Regions from separate parts of the Rattus norvegicus genome. Here region 2 is linked to region 1. Evidence: chromatin contacts called from public Hi-C data. All regions are on one chromosome and are shown on one strand. The core of a region is the stretch at or near the end of the contact, and the rest is flanking DNA. Distances in the headings are between cores, read along the strand shown. Region 1 holds the start of Klc1 (kinesin light chain 1). Region 2 overlaps Xrcc3 (X-ray repair cross complementing 3).

The links. Hi-C and Micro-C count contacts between places; a contact is called where the count stands out from the background.
Region 2: a Hi-C map of frontal cortex shows a contact between it and region 1, with 1.8 times the contacts expected there. The contact joins the enhancer-like site here to the promoter of Klc1 in region 1. A contact is called at or near these places in 2 of 12 Hi-C or Micro-C datasets (frontal cortex and mammary epithelial cells).

The regions. Positions count from the first base shown.
Region 1 is chr6:136,643,317-136,649,222 of GRCr8, reverse strand. Klc1 (kinesin light chain 1) reads right to left here and starts at 4,609. Exons shown (of 15, transcript NM_001081974.1): 1 at 4,491-4,609.
Region 2 is chr6:136,679,313-136,685,308 of GRCr8, reverse strand. It overlaps Xrcc3 (X-ray repair cross complementing 3), which reads left to right. Exons shown (of 8, transcript NM_001427420.1): 8 at 1-751. It also overlaps a transcript of Klc1 not described here. Among named protein-coding and RNA genes, the nearest start is that of Xrcc3, 13 kb to the left of the region's middle. Within about 2 kb of position 2,313, at least 9 of the 93 cell types and tissues checked have an H3K27ac peak or open chromatin away from gene starts, as enhancers often do.

The DNA.
Region 1 (5,906 bases), core at 3,360-5,859:
TGCTCAGTCTTCTGCTTCTGCTTAAGGGCTGGAGTGCAGGGTACACCACCATACTGGACCACAGTGCATGCCGACCCGTGAGTACTAACTACTTCAGGTTGGTTGTTTGTGTGCTTGCTTGAGACAGGGGTCCCTACATATAGTCCACCAGCTGTCCTCTGAACTCACTGAGGACCAGTCTGGTCACTAACTCATGGAGATCCACCTGCCTCTGCTTCTCTAGTGCTAGGACTAAAGGTGTACGCCACCATGCTTGACCCTCGTTAGGAAGCTGCAGCCCAGACTGACACAAGGATGCCCTGACAGCAAGTAGACTGACATAAGGACGCCCTGACAGCAAGTAGACTGGCTCTTGTACCTCGTCCCAAGCACCTCAGCTCCTGTTATAAGGTGCAAGGGGCCGGGGGAGGGGGGGTCCCAGCAAAACCCTCAATAGTCAGCAGTGACCTCCTAGAGGCCAAATACAGAAGACTTTTCAATCCAGCCGTTCTTGGCAATCCTCTTCTCCCAGAGTCCCGGGGCTGCTCTCCCTTGAGGCGCTCGGCCATCTCCACCAGGCAGTCAGCACGATGGCACAGCTGGCCCTCTGTGGAATGCTGATTCACTCTCATCTCCAGCCTCACTCTGTCATAACTGCAGGCCTGCATCTCTAGCTAGTTCCCTGGGCCTCCCACAAGCACCTGGAATTTATCATACCCAAAAGTAAACATCATCTTGTCCTCTCCCCATTCGAACAGGGCGGGTGTCACCAGCCAGCGAGTCACCAAAAACCAAGGACGCTACTCTAAATGCCTTCCCTCAGCAAACACTTAGTGCTGACTGTACCCCGAGCACTGCCCAGGAAGGCAGGGGTAAATCCCACCCATGCGGAGATGAGGGGTGTATGAGCAGAGACAGCAAAGTAAGAGAAGGGAAGCCGGGGTAAAGAGCAAGGCTGCTGTTACAGAGGACCTAGGTTCAGTTCCCAGCTCATGACCATTTGTAACGTCAGACCCAAGGGACCCAATGCTTTTTCTGATTGCCTTAGGCACCAGGTACACATGTAGTGCACATGCCCTCACGCATGAAGACCAACACTAATACACATAAACCTTTTAATCATAAATAAAGCACAGCACTGTCTGTAGAGGGCTCTACCAAGAAAGGTCAGCAGGATAACTCCGCCCAGTGGCACCTGGCTGCCCTTCAGTCCAGCCAGAGCAGCCAGGGAGACAGAGCAGGACACTACCGAGAACTTCAGTAGCTGACTCCTGGTCCACTGGCCATGGTGTGCACAGGCTCACCCTGACACATTGCTGGAGTCCCCCCAGCCCTCGCCCTCCTGCCCCTCCCCAGATTACTACATTGTAGCTCCCACTGACCCACCCACTCGGCCATTCCTCTGCACCTCCAGCCACCGTCCTAACAGGATCACAAGACTAAGGTGGATACTTCCTAACTAGCTCACCCTGTGCCCAGCACCACCCACACCGCTACCCCTACCTGCTCTAAATGCCAGCCTGGCTCACCTCACCTCCTTCCTCCTTCCAATCACAGAGCAGGAGCACATCCCTACCTCCCCTACCGGCACAGGAGGGTTTCCTGCCTCCCCTCCCGTGCTCCACCCACTGGGACAGGCCTCAACCACAACTCACTGGGGCCTTGTCTTGTCTGCTCCCATCAAGATCACACATGGCCAATCCACACGTGCCTTGGAATGTCCAGGAAGCCTCCTCACCACTCACGCTGGGTCTGAGCCCTTTGGAATCCAAGCCAGGATCCCTAAGAGCACAGTGCTGCACAGTGGCCTTTCACACTCAACGCTCCCTCCAGCCCACACTTCCACACTCTTAGGTCAGACATCTTTATTCTGTTTTTCACTTAGTTTGAGGGAGACTCCTTCTGTGGAGCACAAGATGGCCTCAAATCCTTCTGCCCCACCCTCCAGAATGCCTGTGCCACCATGCCCGGCCTTAAACATTTTTACTCTATACTCTAAGACTTGTCTTACTCAGCTTGGCAGTCATTTTCTTGTTGCATAATCTGATTTCTGATAGACACTCCATTAAGACCTAAGTCTCTTCTGGCTTCCCTTTCTGGTTCTTTTAAGTCAATCATGCCTGGAGATTGTTTATGGCCCTTTTGAGATTTTCACTTTTTCCAACCTAAAAAAAAAATACTTAAAAATGTTCTTTTTTTTAAGAGTTATTATTAGTGTGTACACCTGCAGGGTTTTTATGTGTGGGACAGAGGTCAGAAGAGGGTCTCAGATTACCTGGAACTGGAGTTAAAGACAATTATGTGCTGATTGTATCTGGGGGCTGAGAATCAAACCCAGGTCCCTCTGAAAGAACAAGAAGTATTCTTAACAACTGAGCATCTCTCTAGCCCCAAGAACATATTAATCTTTTTTAATGTCGACATTTAAGTTGCAGATAACCTTTGGTTTGTTCTTGCACTGAGAAAGCAGGACCTTCCGGATCTAGGCTACTACCCAGCACTGAGTGCCCTCTTCAGCCTGGGAGTTTGCTGTAGAATATTTAAGATGTGTAGCCCTCGCCTCTTCAGTCTTTGCACTTGAAGAATCCCTGTCCAGATTCCACGCAAGTCTATGCTTTTCTTGTTTTTCATTTCTGTTTTGAGATTTTGCTATGTAGTGGTAACTGGCCTTGCACTAATCACGCACACAAGCGCCTTAGCCTCCTGAGTGTTCACGTTGTAGACATGCACTGTCACTCCCTGCTACACACACTTTTACAACACTGGTGCTACAGAGAGGTCACCACCAGGTCCCACCCCTCTTGGTTCCAGCACAAGGGCATTAGGCTGGTCTGCAACACGATGCTGCATTCTTCAATGATCTGGAAGGGGCCCGCCCTCCCACACACCACACGCTCTGACATCTTAAATAGAATCATTGCATTCCTACAAACACTTAAGGCAAAGAACAGCAAGTCGAACTGCCTACCACAGCAGAGGCTTGTAGGCAGTCCGTGGACGAAGATCCCCAACTGTGGAGTGCTTAGGAGACTCGAGGAGGTTGGACTGGTTTCCTGGTGGGATCTCACTGTCCTATTGCAATGCATTGCAGGTTAATTCCAATCTAAGGCTTAGTCATACTGTATAAAGAGCCCTGGAATTTAAGTAACTCGAAGAATCAAAAAATGCAACTACCACGTAGCCATTTAAGTTGTGTATAAATGTCTTGCTCTCATGCTTTTTAAAGACAGTTCTGCAACTACACCAAATCACCGCTTAACAACACAACAGCAGCAGGCAGAGGCGATCCCAAGGCAACACACCTGGGGACAGACTGCAAACCTCGTTATAAAGCCATCCACTACATCACACATTAATATTACTTTATTAACGCCTTAATTTTTTTTTTTTTTTACAGGAAGGGGGCTCCACATGTAACAAGGAAAAGCACTCCAGGCTGGACACGTTCAGGTCACCAAGGAGATTCCACACCCGGTCACTGAAAGAAAGAGACTGGCTGGCCACGGGCCACCGACCACAGCATGACAGCACGCCACCCAGGGCGGTGCCGGGGAGAGGTGGGGGCTAGAAGGGCGGAGAGGCCTGAGACAAAGCCAGTCGGCTGAACCCCAACACACACACACACACACACACACACACACACACACACACACACTACCACCACCACTATCTCTTCGGAAACTCAGCAGAGAGGCTTTGGGTCCCTAAATCCACAGCTGCCACTGGAAGGCCGCCCCCCCAACCCCCCGCCCAGAGGCCTGAGTCAGGGCGGGGCCCTGAACGCAGATGGGACAGAAGCCTGAGGGACAAGGGAGAGGAGTGAAAGAGAAGGGAAGGGGCAGGGACTGAGGCCTGGAGTGCAGGCAGAGAGGACTAAGCCCCGAACCTATACGGTCACGGACAGAGAAGGGACAAGGACCTCAACTCGGAGAGGCACAGGCAGAGATGGGACAGGACCCGACCCAGAACTGGATGGGAAGGGACAAGAGCTTCAGCCTGGATTTGCAGGCAGAGAGATGACGACAAAGACCCCAGACAGGAGGGGCGCAGGCCGTGACAGGGAAGGGACCCAAAGCAGGAGCGCAGGTAGACAGGGACAAGGACCGCAGACTGAAGGAGCGCAGAGAGGTGACAAGAGACCGGAGCCTAGAAAGGCGCAGGCGGAGAAAGGACAGAAGCCCCAGCCTGGATGTGCACAGGCTGAGAAAGGACAAGGACCGCAGACCGCTGGCGCGCAGGCAGAGGTGACAAGAAACCGGAGCATGGAGGAACGCGGGCGGAGCGGGGACCCCAGGGTGCAGACAGGGATAGGAAGGTCGGGGAAGGGTCTGGGTCCGGGTGGAGGAGCAAAAATCGCAGCCTGGACCGGGTGCAGATGCGGCGATGGACGGAAAGGTCCAGAAGCCTCAGCCTGGAGGATGCAGGCGGGAAAGGGTCGCGGCCGCGGCTGGAGCATTGCGCACAAGCCGCGCGGAGCCCGGGGCGGGGCGGGGACCCGGCCGTGCACTCACCGTCCGATCGGAAGCGCCGCGCTCGTCGCGCTGTCACGGGCCGAGGCCGCGCAGAGCCCAGCCGCCTCAGCAGCAAGCGACGCCTCCGCAGCCGCCCCGCAGCATCCTCACCCCGACCCGCGCTCCGCAGCCTCGCGCCACCCTCCGCCGCCGAAAATGGCGTCGCCGGCGCCGCGCCCGCCCCACAATGCTGTGCGCCGTGACGTCACCCGCCCTCGTGCCGCCGGGCGGGGCTCAGGGGAAACTGAGGCTGGGGTCCGCAGTCCGGAGTTCTTCACCAGCCTCTGATCCGGGTGTGGTCCCCTCAGACCCGGAGGCCTTACTGGTCGCGCCTCCACCCGTGGAGGAGAGGAAAAATGCCAGGCGGCCAGGGCCCACCCTCTGCGACTCGCTCCTGACCGCAGCTCTCGACCTCCAGCCTGGCCCAAAGGGCAGGCTTGCCAGCTCAGGTTGCTCCTGGGCCTCGTATAGCCGCCTGGCACCCCAGCTGCAGGCCTGACTCAGCAGCGGGCCGGAGGGTACGCTGACTCAGTGGCAAGGCCGAGCTTGCCTGCCACCGGCTTGGGAACCTTCCAGGTGCCTTTCCCAGAATGGCCCGGTCGGATTGCTAAGGGGTAGGGATTACGAGTGCCCACAGCCTCCCCACCTTGGGAACCGTTGCCCGCTTCTGATGGTATTGCCCAGCACCTGCTGCCGTCCTCCACCCGGCAGTCACACCTACCAACATCAGGGAGGCAGGTGCTTTTGGTCTTAGCAAGCAGATGCAGTTACTTTGGCCTCCTAGAGAAAAACCAAGGCTGGCTAATGAAGGGGCAACTCCCGTGGACAGCGTAGCAGCTCAAGTTGGCCTAAGAAGAGGCTGTGGGTTCAGTCTGTACTGTTTTGAACAGTCTTTACAGGCTTCATTTGCCCCAGCACACACTGCTGCTTGGATGTCGGGTAGCACCAGCTCTTCAGCCACTGCCATACATCTGAGCAAGGCTTGTGACAGCTCCCGCCCAGGTGCTGTTGGAAAGAAAAGAGTAGGCTTAGCGGGAGCCCATTTCCTTCCCATGTCAGTCACTGCCCCTCAGAGCCTTGTGTAGGTGCACATTTCTTCAGCGAAGGGCTTTTTTTGTTTCGTCTGTCCCTGCCGCTGCTTGTTCAAGCTTTATCATCTCGTTCTTTTGCCCCTTCAACGATAGCCATTAAGTTCCCAACGTCCTCACGGGAAGACCCAGGTGCATAAAGTGGCAGATGATGTCTACTGGCCAGCTCCCATTCCAGCAGGAAAAACAAACTCAGACAATCTGACTTGTTGAAACAGCAAAACAGGCAGTGGGGGGAGGGGGGGATGCACGACCCAAACTCCAAGGTCAGAAAAGTGTGCAGACACCCAAACTATAGGAGAAAACAGGGCCATGGAGTCAGCGTAGA
Region 2 (5,996 bases), core at 1,064-3,563, 38 kb before region 1:
CCACCGTGCCCCTCCACACACACATACAACAACATTTGGGGGCAGAGTGGAGAAAATACTCTGAGGAAGGGAAACGGTGCTGACCTGATTCAGTTGCCTGGGCTAAGCAGCTTTGGGCAACTTACAACAGGGTCTGTCCTCACTGCGGCTGGTTAGTGTGCCCAGCAACTCTGGCTTGGCAGTGCATCTAGGCTGAAGGCACCACAGTGCACCCGACAGCATGGAGTGCACACTCAGCCAGCGGCGGACAAGCGTCCTGGTAAGATCTGCTCTGGACTCAGAATCAACACCCTGTGGACTTGGGGCTCAACAGTCACCAATGAACGTGACCTCTGAAGACAGGGCTGTGGTGACAAAGCCCTGTGCTTCAAGATCCTGCCACGTAGCACAGGCTCCCACCAGCAAATGTGCCAGGTGGAGACTCACCAGTGTGTGACTCCTCAAACCAGGTCATACACTGTCACTGTCCCCACTCAAATATCGAAAATAGTCCACTTATGGTATATACCATGACATCTTCAGGGTGGCCCCATCCTCTTCTGAGCTCATCAACCTTCCAAAGGCCCCTGGGGTACTCCCCCCCCCCCGCCCCCGCAATTCTGCACTAACCCTAAGTCTCCGGCAGGCAATGCCCCACCTGGGTCTGAGAGGCTGAGGATACTGACATAAATAAGGGGATCGTGTGGAGTTTGTATAAAACAGCTTCTCAGGGTTTTGTATTGGGAAATAAAACTATTTTTGTAACAAGGTATCAACACTTCCATTTTTTTTTCCTAAAGAAACAGTATTGAAAATTAGAAGACAGTTCCTAGGCAGACGCACTTAGAAAACATGCCCAAAGTTTCCTAGGGCCTAGATCCACCAGCCAGGTCAAGGGGCCCTGAAGGTCCACCCCAGCATCAGTCCACCTGCTAAGTGGAGAGTATCTTTCAGCACCTGCCGCCCTTATCTGCATTTAGCACAGCAGCTGGCTGCCTGGACTCCTGCTCACCTGCGTCTCAGGTATAGTCAGCTCCAGACCAAGTGCAGACGGATACAGGGCAGAGACCAGGCTCACAGCCATGAGCCACACGAGCCGTAAGCACACACGTAGCAGCTACTCAGTACATAAGCCTGTGAACACTGACTTTCTCGTGCTAGCAAGACAACAGAGAGGAGAGGAACTTGCAGCACAGTGGCAATCTGGGCTCACTCTCTGGAACCGTGAGGAAAGGAGAACAGAATGAATGCAGAGGTCTCCTGATCCACACATGGAGCCATGATTGCACACAAGGCTTTCTACGTGACAGCTCCAGAAGCTTTCCAGAAAATTCCTATCTGAACTCTTCCAACACCATTGCCCACCACCCGAGAGCCTCCCAGCAGTAACCACAGCAGGTTGGCGACATCTCACTCCTGAGAGTCCCTCACCACGAAGGCCATGGTGAAAGCCAGGCCCCGCTTTCCTCCTGAGAACATGAAGTGTAACAGAACCTTGCTCGGTGCCGACTACATACAAGTCCCCAGGCTGCTCCTGTGAAGCAGTGTCCGCTAGTGAGGCCAGCCAACTTGCTCCAGGATTCTGCCTCTGCCCGGCAGGCCTGGATCACCGGAGGCCCCACATGGGTTCTGAGGAACTCACACTGGTACAGGAGCTTTGTCTGTTCATCCATCTCCCCAGCCGGAACCGTGTGCTCTACCTTAAGACAGGCTTTCTCTGGCAGCCCTGGCTGGCCTGGAACTCGCTCTGTAGCCCAGGCTGGCCTGGAATTCCACCGTCCTCTGCCTCCTGAGTGCTGGGATTAAAGTTATGCCAAGAAAATCTGTAACTGGTTGTGATCAATCAGTTAATTTTAGACACCGGCCCAAGCCCTGGTGTTTTATGAGAACCATGCAGTTTCTGAGACTGATGCTAGGCCGAGACAGTCCCTGCAACCCAAAGGCCACATCCTGCTGCCCTGTAAGTCCACTGCTTCCAGCCCGTGTTCTCGCCCCACATAGATCCAAACACTGTCAACACACACCGTGAAAAAGCTCCTGTATGTCAGCATACACCAGAAGAGTGGGACCCTAGGCACTGCAGTGCCCACCACCAACACAAACTAACAGTAGCAGCAGCTCCCCTGTGTGCTGCTCCCCCATCTCTTCCCTCTACACTTGAGGCTCAACAGACACAGGCCACTGTCAACTCTTCCCCTGAAGGAAGTATTTTTAAGCTTCTGATTCTTACTTCATAGCTTTTTCACAGCATTAAATTTTAAATAGATCTAGGTGTCATAACAGCGTGGCTGGCAGAAGTCACATGCAGCAGCTGATGCACACGTGCCTAGGCCACCAGCTGCAGCATGGCTGCCTCCCTGGCCACAGTGCTGCGGCTCTGGCCATAAGCAGCCCCCAGCCACAGGTATAGACAAGCGGCGGTAACCTGGGTTACGGCTGCCAGGCCCTCTCAGATGCTGGAAAGAAAGCCCACTCCAGCCGAGAGGACAAGCTCCCTCCTGGGCAGGCTGAGGAACTGCCAGTGTTCTGTGCTCGGGATCCTATCCAGCTCAGTCCCCGCCCTCAGTTCTGAGTCTGCCAGACCAGGAACCAAAGTTCCTGTGTGAAAAAGCAAATGGAAATATTATAATCAATATGGAGATCACCATCAAACACTGTGGCCTCTGACACCAAATATGCACATATAAATACTAAACATTGGGATTCAGAGTCCAGCTCAGTGCTAGAGCACAGTGCATGGGTGTGCACTTAATGAGCAAAGGCCTCGGTGCACCAGCACCACAGACCAACTCCTGTGCCAGGTGCCTGCAGCACACACCTGCTGTCTTAAAATGTCCTCTGCTGGGGCTAGGGTGACAGCTGACACTTTATTAGTTGAATCGGCCACTGAAGGAGTTGTGCCCTCATTGGGTGTGACCAGCAGGGAGTCCGTCACTCAGACTGAGCTCTATGTCCCGGCAGAGAAGCGTCCTTCTCGGTAAGTCACAGTGCTCCTCCAGCCAAGCAACCAGGCAGGTTCTAGGATCGAGCTGATGGCCACACCCAGTGCCAATCCAGACATCTAACAGGAAGGAAAAGTAGAAAACCCACTCTGCCAGGCTGCACAGGGAAACGAGGCTATGGCCTAAGTATCCAAGAGCAGCAGTTACAGACATCTTAATCATACGAAGAGAGTGACACTGCTGTGACACTGCTCCGGTGAGGACAGTGGTGACACTGCAACCTCACCACCTGCCGCTGATCCCACAGTGTGCAGATACCACATATAGGCCCATCCAGTGGGGCGTGCTCAGGCCCAGGAGGCTAGGACACAAGCAGGGCAGGCTCCTAATGTGGAAGCCATCTTCTGTGGCCATGCCACCTGCATTAACACCCAGAGAACTGACGCACTTCATACTGCAACGGGTCATGAACACGCAGAGACAAACCCATCAGCACACTGTCAACCAAAACAGGAAACATGCTAAGGTGACCTCTGCTCCTGCAATGTCAGTGACCATGCAGCTGGGGGTGTGGGTCCTTCTCACCTGTTTTTTACCTGGATTCAGTGCCTGGGGCCCCCGCCCCATCTCAGCACAGTTTACAGCAGCCGTCCTTAATGCAGCCAGTCCTGCTACCTTCCGAGACTGCTCAGCCAGGGCCGGGCACCCTGCTGCCTGTCAGGCGAGTCTGACCTCTCAAAGGGCTTCCTACACCCAAGGGAGACACTCCAGGTTCACTAAAGTATGTTTTACAGTTTATGGTAAATTAATAAGAAGAGAAACAATTTGACTATTAGCAAGACAGACTGAAGTTTCGATTCCTCTACTTAGAAAGTCACACTGGGGCCAGGTGTGTGGAGTGACTCAGAGGCAGAGGTAGCTATGAGGTTGGAGACCAGCCTGGTCAGGGCCACACAGTGAGACCCTGCCTCAGAAAAACAAAGCAAAGCAAAGAGCGAACCCCTCCCCTTGTTCCTTTCAAAAGCCAGGATGGTGTGCACACCTACAGCTCCAGGCGGAAGCCCACATGATGGGTCTTCCAAGCAGCATCTGTGCTTCTGAATGTGACCTGCGCACACCTCCGGCAGCCATAGAAGCCAGAGACAGGCTAAAGGCCAGGATGCAGCCTACAGGTCGCAGATGCTAGACACACAAACTCCAGCAAACGGCCAGCTCTGCCTTGAATCTACCTTTACCATAGCCTAGCCACGCGCTGTTGGAGGACTGAACAGGGTTTTCTCTACAGCAAACTACTAAAAGAAATCACATGTAAATTATGATTCCACTCACCCAGGTGGTTTGTTTTTGGGCACGGTCTCACTATGTGGAGCAGGCTGGCCTTGAACTCAGAGCTCTGCCTGCCTCTGCCTCCCAAGCCCTGGATTCACACCATACCCATTGAAGCAACTGAGCTCTCTGAGGAAAACTACAAACTAGACTCTTAGCCTCCTTTCTTCTCATAAATGACAGCAGCAAAGTGGCCTATGTGGCACTGTCTTTGGTCCTTGTCATCGGAAACTACGAGGGTCAAAGTGTTCAGCCAAGCATCAGCCTCGACCTGTCCACCAGGGTAGCTATTTTCACAGGAGCCAGAAGGCCTGGCTCCTCCAGGGCACACCCGAGAAAGACAAATCCTAGGATCCTTCTAGACACTGACAGCGCAAACACATGGAGAGTCAGCTGGATAGCGTCAGGAAGATGCCTCAGCTTTACACACTGGACGGCACTCGACCCAAGTCACTGAGAAACAGCTGCACTCGACGTGATGTCTACTTCACATCATGGCTGGCTACCAAAGGGACACCACCCCCGCTCCAGCATCAGCAGTGTCCACGCGCTGCTGCTGTTAGCACAGAAGCCGTAGGGAAGAGAGGGAGAAGAGGGACGTCCAAGCTCTCTGCCGGGGCAGGTGCTTCCAGAACTGACTCTGCACACTGGTGAGCATTTCAGCTTCCCAGAGGGAGAGAGCCCGTGCCAGGCATGGTGACACAGACCCGCAATCCCAACTACTTGTGTGGCTGAGGCTAGGATCACAAGTTCAAGGGTTGCCTGGGCTACAAAGTAAGTCCCTGCCTCAAAAAATAAAAGTAGAAGGCTGGCTCAGCTCTACTAGGCCTCAGTGTCCATCTGACTGGAGAGGAGCTCAGGCTGGACAGACGCTTTCTAGGAGGAGTTCCAGCCCCAAAAGCTCCCTCAGTATCACAGGTACTGATTACACATGGCAAAGGCAGCGTCTCCTGGTCCTCTACAGTCTTACGATCTGTCCACCACTGGAACCCTCTACCTCCCGCTCTTACTATCTGCACAAGTCTCTCCTCTCCTCATTATTTTCTCTGACTCTCCCAGATGCCTTTGCATATTCTCTCTCTCACTCACACTAAAACCTCCCTAAAAGGAGCCGTCAGGACAACAGTTCCTGAGCTGCACCCACTCTCACACAAGCCCAACAGTGGAGCGTCTGCCCCGCATGCCTGAGAGAAGCCACCTCCACGCCCCTCAGGGCTGGAATAAAGGAAGACTTTACTCCCTCAAGGGTCCCACGACAGTTGCTGCCTTTCTGACTCTATCAATATCTAAAGCTGGGTTTAATCATCGTCCCAGAGGTGCTGGTCTGGCTCTCATCACAGGCAGAGGCCTGCAGGAGCCATTCTGCCCCCACAGACTTCCAGGCAGTGTTCGGACAACAGAGCTTCGTGTTCGTGGATACTGTGAACGCCTCAGACCCTCTACACAACTACTAATAAAAACCACGGGGCACCTTCTGCCTCAGGCCAGCCTGTCACCCAGATCTACTGTGACCCCAAAGAGATTCCTGGAGGGACACAGCCAAGAATGTGACACATGCACAAGGCAGGCTGGGGTCATGGTAGCTCCAGGCCCAGCTGACGGCCCCTGAGGATGGAAGTGGACACTTTCAGAAGGCACGAGTCAGCAGAACAGCCCAGAAAACACTTGCATTTCCAGCACGTGCCTCAAATGCTGCAAACTCACGCCGGGCGCCTGGGAACGTCCTGAGCAGCATCCCTGTGCACATCT